Regions from separate parts of the Mus musculus genome. Here region 1 is linked to region 2. A link is a contact called in public HiCAR-type data. All regions are on one chromosome and are shown on one strand. Each heading gives the region's core, a stretch centred on a gene start, on an enhancer-like site or on the middle of the called end of the contact. The rest is flanking DNA. Distances are from core to core; before and after follow the strand shown.

Region 1 (4,947 bases), core at 525-3,024, 68 kb before region 2:
AACAAGTCCAGGAAAGAAATTGGGAAGGAATGGAGATAGAGAACCAATAGGAAAAGTAACTCTTACTGAGACGAAGGAGGAGGAGAGGAGCTAGGGTGAAAAGATTAGGATGATTAGGAGTCAGCTGGTCCAGGGGCTGAGACAGAGTGCTCTGGGCAGGAAAGAAAGCAAATACATATCCCAGAATGGAACCTACATTTACTGTGTTTGAGGGACAGAAACTAGCTAAGTGAAGCTGCTGCCTCATAAGCTAGAAGGATGAGTTGGGAAGAGCTATGAGGGGGCCTGATGTAAAGACTGAGTTTTCCCCCTCCCAGCCCCTGGTTCCCAGAACAACAAATCTGAGACTCAAAAATATTAACAAATACTTAGCCCATAAGCTTTGGCTGTTCTCTTATTAGATAGATGATAACTTAATATCCCATTTATTCTAATCTAAATTCTGATTACCTCTGCTCAGCTCCCATGTGCCTGACCTTCTCCATGCTCCCTGGCTAATCCTCCTGTGTTTAGCTCTCTCCCAGAATCCTCTCAGCCTACCCCATGTCCCACTTTCTGTTGTACCCTTTCCTATAGGCCATAGGTTTTCTTATTGACAAGTGATACAACCACACAGTACACCAGAGATTTTCTCTACAGCCTGGTATCATACAGCACACATCCTTCCAGGAAAGACTCTGGTTCTTAAGTGGATGTGCTTCTAGAACCTGCTGACAGACCTACAGTGAGGGGATGAGTGTGGACCAGAGTCTGTTTCCAAAAGTTTAGCTTGATTCCAAGGGGCCAGGACACTATTGTTGGTGTTTAAATTACCCAACCAACATTTGAGGCTGTTCCCATAAAAGTCATAGAGATGAGATGGCATTGGGCCCTTTGTGTCCATGAAGAAACAGAATCAAGAAGGACTTAACTCTGCATAGCCAAAGGGACTTGGCATACATGACTGAATTAAGCATCTTGATATGGGATGTTATTCTGGATTTCTGAGGCAGGTCCAGTGTCTACTAACTGACATGACAGTGGCAACTTAAGGAAGAAAAGATGCATTTTTAGTGCATGGGTACAGACCACCCTGGTGGAAAGGCTGGGAGGAATGTGTGACAGTGGGAGCCTATAATGAAGGCTTTTCAGTATATCAAGAAGCCGAGGCTCCAACCCTTAAGACCAGCCTTCCAGCAGTCTACATCCACCAGTCAGGTTCTATATCTGAAAGGTTCAGCATCCTTCCATAATAACATCACCAGCTGGGAACCAAGTATTCAGAGAGATATTTCACATTTTAAACACTAACCACATTCAACTATCAACCAAGACAGTGTCTCTGGAATTTTGTGTCTCTGGTGGTTCATATCCCTAAGAGGTCATCTTTTTCTGTTTCTAGCACAAAGACTGTTCTTGAACACTTTGAGCAGAGAGATTTTTAACATCTGTTCTAGGAGTGCCCAAGATTGCTTCAGCTAAGGGCACATAGTAGAAGTTCAAGGTGATATCCTAGACCCTGTGAAAGGGAAGATGAAAAAGTCCCTATATGTCTTCAATAGGACATGAATAATTTCCAAGATTCCAGAGTGGGCCTCAATGGAGTCCAGGAAGGCAGGGCTCAAGGACAGCTCCTCTGGGCTTTTAAGATTATAAGAGTCCAGGAGTTGCCAAATCCAAGGGCAATGTCTAGTTTCCTGATGATCAAGAGCCTTAGAACAAGGGTAGGCTATGACCCTTGGCCACCTTGGCAAGGCATGGGCCCTAGCCTCCTCTGTGCTTCTGGGCAGCTGGCAGGCTGCTGCAAGGCTGGTTAATCAGTAAGGTGCTCATTTTTCTGGTTTGGCCTTTGAGTGACTCACCACCCCTTAGCCTATTTATGAGGGTTTGAGATATCAGCATTTCATAAAGTGTAATGAGTAACCAGGGTCCTGAGGGTTCCATCTGCCTTTTATAAACATAGATGATGGGCCCCAACTCCCTGGAGACTTTGGGCTGAGAATACATGCTCTCCTCTGGACAGAGAAACCCCAGCCCTGAGCCAGCTAGCCATGGGTCCAAACTCTATTCTCTCTACTAGCTTTGGAAGCACCATTGGATTACCTCTAAGAATCCCAGAATCCACCTGGATGGAAATTCTCATGTCTTCTCGGGGAACAGTGTTAACCAGGAGCATGTGGAACATGTGTCAGAATGGAAGGAAAATACATGAGATTATCTGGATACCATCTAAGGACCCAAAAGTGGACATCCACTCCAATGAGCTCAGGGGCAACTATGCAGGAGACTCAGAAAGCCAGGGACTCTAATGAAGAAAAGGTGAGGGATATCATCAGAGTGAAAGGTCAGGCCAACTTGGTATTGATCCATGGATGACTTGTGCCCTATCTGATGGTGATAGCCCTAAAGGTTTCCAGAAGAATGTCCCTGGTGGCTGCTTCAGCCAGGGCTCAGTTGATTTCCTTCTGTCTTCTTATCCATCTTCGGCCTCGGGCACAAGCTGACTGTACATCCTTTGAGTTCATTTTATCAAAAGGAAATTACTTTGGGTCAGCAAGATGGCCCAGCTGGTAAAAGTACTAGGTGGCAAGACTGAATCCACATGGTAGAAGGAGAGAGCTAATTGCCACAAGTTGCCACACATGCACCGTGGCATGGGCATGTAGACACACACACACACACACACACTCACCAAATAACTAAATATTAAAAAAAAAATAAAAGCACTTCATCCAAGCACAGTGGTACACTTCTATAATCCCAGCACTTGTGATGCCAAGGGAACTGGTGTGAGTTCATAACTGGCCCAAGCTACAAAGCTAAACCTGTCTCAAGAAAAAAAAAAGTTTTTTAAAAGTGTAACGTACATAACATATGTCCAGGTGTGATGGTATGTGTCTTTAATTCCTAAGACTTAGGAAGCAGAGACAGGCAGAGTTCGAGGCCAGACTAGTCTACAAAGTGAGTTCTAGGACAGGCAAGGCTGGACAGAAAAACCCTATCTGGAAAAAAAGAAAAACAAAAAAAAAAAAAAAAAAAAAAAAAAACACATAAAGTAATAGGTTATCTTAGACAACACAGATAATTAACTGTTAGAAAAATACAGACTATACCTCAGCCTTAAAGAGAACTGTGCCAAGTGTTTTGGAGAATTCTTTGGGAAGTGTGTGTGTGTGTGTGTGTGTGTGTGTACATTTCCTTGCTGAATCACATAGTCTCACACATTTGCCTCCTGTTTCCTGTTACCCTGTTTTAAACATCATGAAACCTTCAGCTTACAGCCAGTTTAGCTTACTAGCATCTAGAGTTAATAAAAGTCATTTATCTGATCTCCTGCCATTTGATTAGTATTGTTTCTTAATTTTTACTCCTAGAAACAATCCTATAATGATATTTTTTTTCAACATAAATCATGATCCAAACGGGTTGCTTTTCAGTTTTGTTGTCGTCTCTTTGGTTTGTTTGTTTGTTTTCTTCCCTGGAGTCTAGGGAACGGAGCTGAGTTTTAGAAGAATACATAAGGCTAAACTGACATTTAGAAACTGTGTCTCAGGACCTTCAAGAACAGTGCCTATCAGTTAAGTTTTATGGGTGTGTGGATTTGGTAAGCAGCTCAGAGCTGTTGCTTTCTTTCTTCTCTCACAAGCCTGTTGTCTCCTCCTGGAGAACTTTGTACCATCTAGAGCCGAGGGTACAGACCTCCAGTGAGTGCTGACTCTGGCGTTGCCTTGGCAGTCATGCCTGGACGCCTGCCCCTAGCTCCAGTACAGCCTCTCCCCACACTCTACCCCACACCATTTGCTCTCCTGGAGGAGATCAGAGCACGCAACAGGAATCTGCTTGGCAGCCTGAACAGGTGGATTCCAGGAGAATCTGGCACAGCACAAAGACTTCTGGGAAGGCCACAGCCCACCTGACTGGTGCCGGAGGCTGACTTGGCACCCTCGTGATGGCCCAATGATCAGCCTTTTCTTCTTAGTGGGAAGGAGGTCAGGGCTGTTGGGGCAAAAGATGGAGGTGGGGGTGCAGCTCAAAAGATGGAGGTGGGGTGCAGTAGGCTGGGTCTTGGAGCTTCTGGTAAGCCTGAACATCTGCCACTCCACACTGCTCTCTTTATTTAAGCCTAGGACTCATGTATCCCAGGCTGGCTTCCAACTCACTAGGTAACCAACACTGACCATGATTTCCTGATCTTCCTGATTCCACATACAACCCTATCTCTGGAATTACAGGCTATGCCATCATCCCTCCACCAGCCTGTATTCTTAGCTAACCACAGAAATAGAAGGGGAAACAGATTTCCAGTCTCTGGGATCTGGACTGGAGAAAGAACTAAGGCCACTCTGCATTCTTTGTCACCAAGCACTGGTCCACAGAGAGGCAGGCTTCCAACAGTCTTTCACTCAGAAGGGCTGAAAGCAAGGCACTGCAGTCTCCAACTGCTTCCAGGTGTGAGGTTGTTTTGCTTCTGTCTGTCCTAGGAATTGGACTGAAGCCAATCAGATGGAGGAAGAAGGGCTAGCTGCCTCCATGAGCTATCCTGGGGCTCCCAGAACAAACCACAGATTTTGTGTCTTAAAACAAGAGCTGGGATATGGCTCAGATTCTAAAGTGTTTCCCTTGAAACCATGAGGACCTGTGTTCAATTCCCAGAACCAGGACAAAAGAGCCAGGCATAGTGGCATACACTTATATTATAACTCAACGTTATAAGAAGTTAGAAAGAGGTGAATCCCTAGTATTTGCTAGCAAGCATAGCCTAGTTACTGTGAGCACTGGGCCAGTGAGAGACCCTGTATCAAAAAAAAAAAAAAAGCATGGAAAATTTCTGAGAAATGATACTAAAGATTGATATCTGGGCACATACATACACACATGCCTACACATGTATATATGAATGCACACACATGCATACATACAAATATGTACACACAACCATATGCACACACATGTATCATGCACACATAG
Region 2 (4,977 bases), core at 742-3,241:
ATATCTTAACAAGAGAAGACCAAAATACTGATGGGTACAGAGGAGGACACAGGAACAGAAGAGCCACTGGTGAGCCATGGCTGGAGGTCTCAGAAGAAACCAGCTCTGCCTGCTCTTTAAGAGAAGGTACAGTTCTCTTGCTTAAGGACCATGTCTATGGCACAGTGATCCCTCCCCCACAGTTTTGCTTTCTGTAGCTTTGATTACTCACAATCACTGTGTTTTAAAGACATTAAATAGAAGATTCTGGAAGCAAAGAATTGATAAGTTTCCAATGCTGCCCTGTTCTGTATAGCATGATGAAATCTTGTACATGCTCACTGACCTTTCCCACCTGGGGTATATAATCAGTTCTGTCTAGTACATCCACACTCCATACACAGATGCCATTAATCATTTACTGAATGCTCTAACCCCCACTAGTTGCCTCTGACTCGGTCCACAGGCATTAGTCACTAAGTGTATACAGCAGCCCCCATCACTTAGTGGTCATCTCTGTTATCAGGTGGAGTGCTGAGTCCTGACAGTGATTGTGTGTCAGGTACCTTTGCTGTGTTAACAATGGCCACTACAAAGTGCAAATGTAGTGAAACCGGCCACTGTATTATGTGATATATTGTCTCAATTGTTCTATTCGATTATTTCTTGTTGTCAGTCCCCTATTGTGTCCAGTTGATTGATTGATTGCATTTTACCATAGACATGCGGTGGTTGGAATAGGAATGGCTCCCATGTGCTCATATGTTTGAATGCTTGGTCATTAGGTAGTGGTGTGATTTGGATTAGGAGGTTTTGCCTTGCTGGAGTAGGTGTTGCCTTCTTGGAGAATGTGTGTCACTGAGGGTAGGCTTGGGGTTTCAAATGTCCAAGCCCAACCCAACATCTTTCTTTTCCTGTTGCCTGTAGACCTACATGTATAACTCTTGGCTGTGCCACATCTGCTTGCCTGCCACTATACTTCTGCCACACAGACAATGGACTAAGCCTCTGCAACTGTAAGCAAGCCCCAGTTAAATACTTGCCTTTATAAGAGTTGCTATGGTCATAGTTTCTCTTTGCAACACTAAGACATAAGCACAGAATAAAAGAGTGTAGTTGTGGTCTCAAGTGCACACTTAGATGGTATCCCGGGGAACGACTACCAGACTTACTCACAGCAGCCATACTGACCAATGAATGCCCTGCCATGTCACTCACTGTGATCTCCACTGGAGTCATTGCAGCCACCTTCATTTTCCTCATCATGATGGGGAACACTCCTGCCTCAGGGCCTTTGCGCAGGCTAAACTCTCTCCTGCACTTCCCCTCAAATAATTATCTCAGAAAGATGAATCTGGAGACAGGGTATGTGCTGCATCAAGAGATGACTTCCATATCCTTGCTTGTGCCTGGGATTGCAGAGGAAGTTACAGGAACTCCTGACATGAAGACATGGTGGCAGGGCATTCTGATGGGGTTATCCCGATTACAAGGAGACAAGAGACAGGACCTTTCTTGCCTTCTGATGAGGACAGAGTGGATAATACCATCTTCAAATGGGAATCTCATCCTGAACCAACTCCATATTCCCACAGGTCCTCTGTGAAGGTCACTCCTGTTGGTGGGACAGCAGCAGGGCTGGTGGGCAGGTAAGAGGGGACTGTGACCAGGAGCCAGGATCTAGCTTTCTACACCTCCTTGACTAAGGTGACACAGTCTTGCTAAGTATGGACCTCCATCTCTGCTCAGTGACTCCATCTCTAAAAAAGTGACCCTACCTATAAATACTTCTGTCCTGGATTTGTAAGGTCTCTGCATCATCTCGTGGTGACCCTTGCTGCAGGAAGAAAGAGAAAAGGATTTGACTGAAGCCCAGGCCTGTGTTGGACAGTGGAGGAGGCTCAGAGCAGCAGAAACCCTGCTCAGCATTTTCTGGAATGCCCAAGGTCACTGTTGGGACTTGGGCTCTGGGAAGTACAGACCTCCCTGTTCCCTCCCTGGTTAAACATTCCCCTGTTGTGGCCCCATCTACTGAGGAGTTTCACCAGAGCTCAGCACACCCACCCAGCTGCTGGTACCACGTGTCCAGAAAGCCTCAGCAGCACTTTTGTTATTTGGTTTGTATTTAACTAGAAGAGAAAAATAGAACATAGATAGGTACATAGACCCTGGCTCCCACCTCCTACCTCTATTACCAATGGCCAGATGGCCTTGGCTGTAAGAATTCCCAGGGTGCATCAGGCCAGCCTCACAAGGAAGAATAGTTTGTTCCCAATTCCCCCCCACACCATCACAAGTTCCTTAATCTCATTGGGAACTAAGAATGGCCCAGTGAAACCACTTTGGAAGGCTCCAGGTCTCAGTCAGTTCCAGGTTCCCCTCCCACATCCATATACTGCCATGTCCTCCCTGGACAGTCTGGATCTTCTCTGACAATAGTAATGAAGCCTGATGATGTGGCTTGGCTCCGATGTGGGTGTTGGGTTTGCCTCTCACACTTAACCCCTACCCAGGTGCTAGGTTTCAAATTCAGGACTTCACACACGCCGGCAAAGTGTACTGAGCCACACTGCCATCACGGTACCATTTCCTTGTTAAAGAGTATTGCCTCACTTTGGTCTGCATGACTCCCCATTGGTAAAAGTGGACTCAGCAGAGGCTCTGGCAACCTTGGGAGATAAAGTTGCTGTTACCTGTCCCTCTTTGTCACAAACAAGAGACCAAGGAAAGATCAGCATCCCTAGTCCTAGCTTAGTGACACTTTATCAGTAATCTCAGCACTCAGACGGCTGAGGCAGGAGAGCTGCAAATTCCAAGTTAGCTGGAGCTATATAGTGAGACCCTGCTGGGGAAAGAATACAAGAACAAACACCAGCATTGCTAACAGACACCCCCCTGTGCATCCCTCTGTCTGATCCCTTCTCTCCCTGGATGGGCGAGTAAGGTTCTGGCTTTTTTTCTTCCAAGTCATGGGCCACACTGGAAAGCATACATAGGGTGGGTAGCCAGCACCCACTCTTTACGTGTGTGATGGTGAGTGCTTTAACATAGGGCCCAAGACTCATGTATCTTCCAATCTCCAGGTCAATAATCACCGACTCAGAACCAGTTTCTTGACTGAATGAATATCTGGGTGAATGGATAAATGAACTCCCCATGACCTTGCCTGTCTCTTCTCTACCGATCAATAATGGTCTATGCCCCAGTTTCTAAGCCATGCCCTAGATATCGATCAGGTCTTTAAATGTATGAGCATGGTCAATGCAGCAGATGACCTTGCAGGGCAACAGAAAGGTGAGAGAGGTTATGCAAGCTGGGCCCTGGCATGGAGGACACTTCACACAGTGCACAGGACATCCCCCACACACAAACTTTTGTTCTGCTCAGATTCAGCAGGATGGTAAAGTGCTTGCCATACTAGAATGAGGAGATAAGTTCTCATCTCAGATCCATGGAAAGGTGAAGTGAAGCCATGTGTGCCTGTAACCTTAGTGCTGTGGTGGGTAGGCGGAGTTTAGCTAAATGGGTGAGCACCGGGTTCAGTGAGAGACCCTGCCTCACAAAACAAGGTAGAAGATGACTGAGACAGACAACCCGAATCAGCTGATCTCTGGCCTCTCCACACACGCTTATACAGACACTCAGAGTTGTTTGCAAAGCCGTAGGGACCTAACTCAATGCCATATTGTTTTGTTTGGACCACAATAGAAAAGTATTACAGACTTCGACAATAGCAAAGTATTCTCTCGTAACTATAGACATCGGAAGTCCAAAATCAAGGGCCTCTGGGCTGAGCTCTCCCTCCCTGATGTGCAGATAAGGTCCCCTCTGGGTCTTTCCCTGTGGCCTTCTGTGTAGGCATCTTGTCTTGACCTCCATTTCTCCCTAGGACAACAGTCACTATGAAACTGGCATGGATCGGATGAGACCATTTTAATGGTGAAGACCTGTCTCCCAGTGTAGTTTTGTTCCAAGGCCACAAGGGTTAGGCCATATGGATTTGGATGGAGAAGGCAAGTCACCCATGACAACTGTATTATTGAGTCCAACTCCATACCATTTAGCTTACCTTGTACAGCAAGACCACTCCTGCACTGTTATAAAATAATGAAAAGAATGGGTGGCCACAGAATTGGCCAACTGGTTCATTGAGAATCTAGACCAACATCTACCAACATATGTTGAATGACAAAAAGAAGCCACAAGCTCTGAGAACATGAGTGTTCCAATGACTTGAGAGTGTCTAATCCCTTTCCTTTAACCTCTGAGGTAGGTCTAATGACCAAGGACCCATGTTAATTTCTCCTATTCAGCAGGCCCTTGATATGGTTAGCACAGTCTAGGTCACACTTCTCAAAAGTGGTTTCCAAAGTGCTAGTCCTTCCTCCTGAGATTAGGGGCAGGCAGTCAATGTCCCATTCCACCTTTAACAGTCTCAGAGGGAAAGACCATCAGAAGAACCTGAGGAGCCATTGCCCTTCCCAGGGAACTCACTTATGCTGATTACACTATGTTTGCAGGCCTTGGTGGGACACGAGGTGAAATTCCAGTTTACTGTCATTTGAACACTTGTTGGGGTCAGCTGAGTTACTGGGGTCAATGTATGCAAAAAAAAGTGTCACATAATTTTTTTGTTAATTTTTTTTTCTGAATGGAAGTTTTATCAACACATGACCAGTGCGTAGTGCCCCCTTCTTCCATTTTGGCAGAGGTGACAAATTGGACCCTCCACCAGCTTGGGTCCTAGGGTAAACTCCATTTGCCACCAATGCCTACTCATGTCACTAATTTCTTTCTCTAAGCCATCACCTTGTGAGGGTTGCTTGTTGACAGCACCAGTGAGACAGTCCCTCTCTAGGAAGACTTTTCCTTACCCACCTCTCACTCTCCTCTCAGAGGTTTATGATCCTTGGATGGGCTACAGTGAGATTGGCACAGGCCCAACTCCAAGTTCTTGGGTCATTAAGATGCATTGACTTGATTTAACAAAGCTGGAGA

Evidence for each region. HiCAR-type assays count read pairs that join an accessible place to other places.
Region 1: a contact with region 2 is called in a HiCAR-type map of kidney, with 3 times the contacts expected there. The contact joins two enhancer-like sites. A contact is called at or near these places in 5 of 39 promoter capture datasets (the 3T3-L1 cell line, liver, pre-B cells and 1 more), 14 of 484 Hi-C or Micro-C datasets (the G1E-ER4 cell line, the HPC-5 cell line, dorsal root ganglion neurons and 5 more), 7 of 115 datasets of contacts at active chromatin or transcription factors (the HPC-7 cell line, embryonic stem cells, kidney and 2 more) and 1 of 9 other capture datasets (embryonic stem cells).

The regions. Positions count from the first base shown.
Region 1 is chr15:67,080,083-67,085,029 of GRCm38.p6, reverse strand. No RefSeq gene overlaps it. Among named protein-coding and RNA genes, the nearest start is that of Gm31342, 43 kb to the right of the region's middle. Within about 2 kb of position 1,774, at least 32 of the 459 cell types and tissues checked have an H3K27ac peak or open chromatin away from gene starts, as enhancers often do. A contact at or near this core is called in kidney, where this site is marked.
Region 2 is chr15:67,011,960-67,016,936 of GRCm38.p6, reverse strand. It overlaps Gm2895 (a long non-coding RNA gene), which reads right to left. Exons shown (of 3, transcript XR_875396.3): 3 at 4,234-4,977. Among named protein-coding and RNA genes, the nearest start is that of Gm31286, 5.9 kb to the left of the region's middle. Within about 2 kb of position 1,991, at least 7 of the 459 cell types and tissues checked have an H3K27ac peak or open chromatin away from gene starts, as enhancers often do. A contact at or near this core is called in kidney, where this site is marked.